Linked DNA regions of Sus scrofa: region 1 is linked to region 2. Evidence: chromatin contacts called from public HiChIP or PLAC-seq data. All regions are on one chromosome and are shown on one strand. The core of a region is the stretch at or near the end of the contact, and the rest is flanking DNA. Distances in the headings are between cores, read along the strand shown. Region 1 overlaps TTC7B (tetratricopeptide repeat protein 7B). Region 2 holds the start of CALM1 (calmodulin 1).

Region 1 (2,700 bases), core at 102-2,601, 270 kb before region 2:
GTCCTTTCAGTCCAGATGCAAGTTATCAATCAGGGGTCATTTTCTACATAAGCAATGTTGCCTCGGAACATAATTGATATTTTATCTTTATTAGGTTTCCAGGGAAACAGAACTGAAAAGTTAACCTAAGGCCAAACTCTCAAGCAGAAGAAGAACAGAATGTGTTAACCCTTTGCCCACACTGTACTTCTTCTCCTTATCTTATTTGTTTGTTGTCCGTTTCCCATCCCTGGAATCTAAGTTCCAGGAATTTTTATCTGCTTTGTTTGGGGAGGGGTCTATCCCTCGAGTATATCTGGTCCACAGTTGTACATGGATGAATGGGTGAGTGAATGAATGTCTCATGTTCATCCGAGATGGCTGTGGCCCACAGATGCCCAACAGTTGTGTGTTTTCTTTAAAATGAGTTAATGCGGCACATGTTTATCGAGAGCTAAGTGTGCTGAGCATGGTGCTAGGTTCCCAGAAGTAAGAATAAAAAAGACAGGGAGTTCCCTTCATGGCTCAGCAGTTAACGAACCCAACTAGGATCCATGAGGATGCAGGTTCGATACCTGGCCTTGCGCGGTGGGTTAAGGATCCGGCATTGCCATGAGCTGTGGTTCAGGTTGCAGACGAGGCTCGGATCCTGCGTTGCTGTGCCTGTGGTATTGGCCGGCAGCCCTAGCTTCTAATCAACCCCTAGCCTGGGAAATTCCATATGCCGTGGGGGAAGCCCTAAAAAGCAGAAAGATTGTAAAAAGGAAAAAAAAAAAAATTGAACGAGACAGCCTGGGTGGGCTTCACTCCTGTTACTGCTTCTTGGTGGGAAAAAGGGAGCTGTGCTTGGACCATCCAGGTCTTGCTGCTGCTAATGTCCCGTGGAAAGCGGGTGGAGGGGGCCAGGGATCAAATAGTTGCCTTGGCCTCATAAGAAAGAATATGTTTTCTGGAAAGGTCATAGGGACTGCTGCTGCCGACTCCCTTATCTCTGAGATTAGGGGCTATTTCCAGCAATGATGGCTTTATTAGGAGACGTACCTCGAGCAGGCCGGACAGATCCTTTCACTTCTGAGATGCTCCTCAGTGGAAATTTGGTGCTTGTGGCCTCCTGACTTAAGCCTGGCGTGTCCACATCTGGATGGGATTCCAGAATTCCCACAGCAGCAAAGAGGATTATCCTCTTCCATGGTTTAGTGTTGAGACGCTTTGCTCCCAGAACCACATTTTTTAAAAAGTATGTAGTGGCTTTTTGAGTCGAAACCTCCAGGGGTGAAGTTGGACCCAGAAGCCAGCGAGCCTGTGGCAGTGCAGCCTTGCAGGCAGCCCCTCGAGGGCGGCCCATTGAAACGACACATGCATGTTGGGAAGAGGAATGCACATCCTGTCTGGTCAAGGAGGAAGCCTGGGTTCACCCTCTCTGAGCCTGTCGGACTGTGGGGAGCTTTCTCGGTCATTTACTGGCGTCTGTGCCACAGAGCGGGTCCAGATGTGTCTGCCCGGGAAGCGGGGTGGGGTGGGGACAGGCAGCATTCCTGTTCTGGCTCTTGGCCAGAGCCAAGCTCTTCTTCCACTTGCGTTTCCCCTTCCCTGGCTTTGGTGTCAAATGCATTAGTATTTCATGTGAGGGCAGGGTGGGCGGTGGAGGCCACAGCTCTTTTCAAGGGATATTTCCTACCTATTTCTTTTTAAATCCTCGTGTTTTTTTTTTTTTTTTTTTTTTTTTGCAGAGGTATTTTTAGTCAGCTGCGAGAGAGAGCTGCAGAGAGATTGAGCTAAAGCCCAGAAAATGACTGAGATATCTTTGGAGAATTTATAACTTTTCTTAGGAAAAACTAGAATCTTCTATTGAAGATGAGAAAGGCCATAAATTGTCTTAACTGCCTTTATATTTGTCTAGCAGTGTCTGCCATAGATTTGGACACCGATAAGGAACTCTAGAATAAAAGTGTGTGTTCTCATAGCCAAATCTTGTATTTGATTATGAGATTTTTTTTTTTTAATAAACGATTTTTTTTTCCTTCAGTTGACCTCTGGTTTTTCCACCTTCCTCTCTATTTTAGGTTTGGATTTTTGCTTTTTATTCACACACGACTTTGGTGGTAGTTCTCTTGGCCTAGCACAGATGCACTACCTTTCTTCTGCTGGCTCCTCCTTCTGTACCTTCTCTTTGCTGGCAGGTGCCTGGTTGATGGGTATGGGAGTTGGTTCTTCTTTGACTCTCCCTGGCAAATTAGCATCACAAGCAGCAATCTCTCCATGTTGGAAACAAGCAGTTAAAATACCAGGAAGACTCTGATGCTGTGTTTCTTCTGAAGAATACTCAGAAAAACTCATTAGCCAGACTTGGTAAAACTGAATTACAGATTTTTTTTAAAAAGATGCAATTATATCTCTTTCAAGTACGTTTTGAGCTAGGTTTTTTTTTTTTTTTTTTTTTTTTAATCTATTGCCTACTCAATTCCATGTGTGTTTATTGAGAGTCTGCTGGGCGCTAGCCACCAGGATAAGCTCTGGGATATAAGATGAATAAAAAAATGTTCTCTGAGCTCACGAGGAAGACAAGGATGTCAACAAATAATTATAACACCTGGTGAATAATGAAGAGATGGGCTGGGGGAGAAGGAGAGGGAGGGGAGGATGGAGGAAGAAACACCTGCTTGCCTAAGTTCATCAAGTTTTTTACAACTAACATTAGAACTTGGTCTTGGAGGGAGAGGT
Region 2 (2,700 bases), core at 38-2,537:
GGCCCGCGGGGTGGGAGGGGCGCCGCCCCTCCCAGGCCAGGGAGACCCCTACCTCCACCCCAACTCCCGGGCTGCGCGGCGGGTGGGGGCCAAGTCTGCCCCGCGCCTCCCACCCCCTTCTGCTCCCCCAGGCGGCGAAGCCGCCGCGCCGCCACCTCCTCCCGGAGCAGAAACTTTGCGTCTCTACTGGAAACCGAGACGCGCGCCAGCTTCTTCCTCCCCCGCCGCCCCCCACCCGCCCCAATTAGCGCGAGCCGAGCGCCTCCCGCGGGAAGGGACCTCCTGGTGTACCGAGGCCCACGCACATCTTTACTGCCGCACTGGGTGGGGGGCTGCAGGAGTGCGAAACAGGGAGACACGAGACCCGGCCACAAGGCAGGGCCCCGCCCGGGTGCAGGGCGGCAGGCCCGCCGCTTCCGCCCTCTCCGCCCCCCACCCCGCGCCTTCCTGCCCCCACCCCACCCTTCCCCGACTCCTTCCTTCCCAACCCACGCCCGCGCCGCGCCCCCCGGGAGGGAGGAGGAAAGCGCGCGGGGAGAGGGCGCCGGGAAGGGACCGCGATGGGGGTGGGGGGGGCAAGGCTGACGGCGCTCCCCACGCCCGGGCTGGAGCAGCGTGCGCCACCGGCTCGCTCCGACCCATTCATTCTCCGCAGCCCGCCCGACCGGCCGCCTCAGTGCCTGGGTCTAGTGCCGGGCCCCGCCCGGCTCCCCCGCCCCCCGGGGCCCCGACCCAGGCAGAACGCTGCGGGCAGCCTCGGGTGCGGCGCGCTGGATGCACAGATGCGGGGCTGGGGGAGGGGGTGGATGCAGAAGGCTCCGGAGCAGCCGGGGCTAGAGCCCCTGCCCAGGGACAGCCCACGGCCAAGTCCAGCTCCAAAGAGAGATCAAAATTTAAATGAAGATCCCCGGTCGAGGAAACCAAGATGCAAATTCGAATGCATCCTAAACCGCAGCTGCTGCGTAACACCCGGAAAAGAAAAAGAAAAAAAAAAAAAAACACCAAAAAAAGAAAAAACAGACTGAACTAAAAATCGGGGAAGAAATGATGGGCTGGCAGCCGCTACGCCGGTGTTTGCCACTCCCGACCTACCATGGTGTGAACGAAGGGAGGAAGAGCAGAGAGCGCGAAGGTGGCTGCACCAGCGCAGGGGCTGTGACCGCAGGGGTGCCTCCGCTACCGCCGCTACTGCTGCTGCTAGGTGTGCGCTGAGCGCTATGCCGCCTGCGCCGCCGCCGCCGCCTGCGCCGCCGCCCAACTACGAGTAACGGCGCCGCGTCCGCGAGGCTGTCACCACCGCTGCCGAAGAGCGAGTCTGTGCCTCGCGGTATATATAGGGCGTTCGGTATCCCTCCGCCGCGGCCTCGGACGCCTGGCTCAGAGCTGCGCTGTGAGGGCCGGACCTTGCCTGCTTGGCCCCGCCCCCTGGCGCGCCAGGCCTCCCGCGGCCTCCCGCCGCTCCCTGCGCGCCGGCTACTGCGGGGTTGGGGCTCGCGGCTGGGACCCGCGACCTGGAAGCGGAGGGTTACGAGAGAGGCGTGGTGGTCGCAGGACCGGTGCTGGGCAGAGTCCCCGCAGATGCCTACCAAGGCGGGGCGAGGCCAGAACATCTGCATAGCCTCCACTTGGGGCGGCCCTGGGCTTCAGAAGCCAACCGCCCCTCACCCCAGCCCCACCACTCCTGTGGGACCCCAACCTCATATCTCCTACGGCTCCGCTGGGGCATTGGGGTTCCCCTGGCCCCTTGCCCCGGGGTCTTCCGCTGGCTGCCTCTGCTGGGGAGCTGCGGACGGTCCTAGAGTTAGGGTAGGGGGCGGCCGCGGGGAGCTAGGGACACAGGCATTGACCGCACACCTTGAGGAGAGGGGTCTGGAAGGGATAAGCGGTTTTCCTCATACTTTGAAGTAATGTCAGACTAATGTATAGTCAATTGCTAAATCTATGTCGTGCTCATATGCTTAGCCAGTCATTTTAATGTTTTTACGTTTCCACTGAGTTTGGGGGGGGTGTTTTTTGTTTTCGTGTGCCTGAATAATCTTCCTCCCCTACTGTTTTTTTCCTATGGAAAGTACTATTCATCCTGACTCCAGTCTTACTGAAATGAATGTTCTTGTGCATCTTCTATAGACTTTAAAACCCATGCTTTGAATTTGGGGGGGTAATTTTCCTGGTCCTGAGAGAGATCCGATCTTTGTTCATAAATCCATAGAAATAAAGATAGAAAAAAATTGGTATTTGGAATCCCCTAGACCACAGCTGGAACACACAGCTAATTGACTCCACTATGGAGCTAGACAATATTCTAACGTACAATCTTAATTATATTCCTTTTCAAGTATTTTAGTCTTTAAGTATACTAATGCTTTAAATTTTCTGTAAACTAGAAAAAGGACAATATCAGTTATAAATCTGAGACCCTGAACTTTGTAAAAAATTTGACAAAATGCTGCAGTTTCTTTTCTTGCCAAGGCAGAGCACAGAATTTGATCTTTTGTTTACAGGGCCTGGGCAACCGTTGCAAGTTATCATTTGCTTAATCTTTCAGAGGATGTGGCAAAGTTTGGGATTGAGAAGCTCCACCACTAGGAAGGGCTTGGCTTGGTTATATTTGTTCCTGGCTTTGACAAAACCTGCAGAAAGATGTTTTAAAATAATGGAAAATGTTCAGGCACATTGCAGATGCCCCAGGACTCTTGGGAT

The links. HiChIP or PLAC-seq counts read pairs in DNA pulled down with a chosen protein or histone mark.
Region 1: a contact with region 2 is called in an H3K27ac HiChIP or PLAC-seq map of skeletal muscle. The contact joins the enhancer-like site here to the promoter of CALM1 in region 2. A contact is called at or near these places in 1 of 5 promoter capture datasets (liver), 16 of 47 Hi-C or Micro-C datasets (brain, embryonic fibroblasts, epiblast stem cells and 11 more) and 2 of 2 datasets of contacts at active chromatin or transcription factors (alveolar macrophages and skeletal muscle).

What each region holds. Positions count from the first base shown.
Region 1 is chr7:112,427,457-112,430,156 of Sscrofa11.1, reverse strand. All of the region lies in intron 5 of TTC7B (tetratricopeptide repeat protein 7B), which reads left to right. Among named protein-coding and RNA genes, the nearest start is that of TTC7B, 90 kb to the left of the region's middle. Within about 2 kb of position 1,351, at least 9 of the 83 cell types and tissues checked have an H3K27ac peak or open chromatin away from gene starts, as enhancers often do. A contact at or near this core is called in skeletal muscle, where this site is marked.
Region 2 is chr7:112,159,410-112,162,109 of Sscrofa11.1, reverse strand. CALM1 (calmodulin 1) reads right to left here and starts at 1,287. Exons shown (of 6, transcript NM_001244210.1): 1 at 1,093-1,287. The coding sequence starts at 1,095.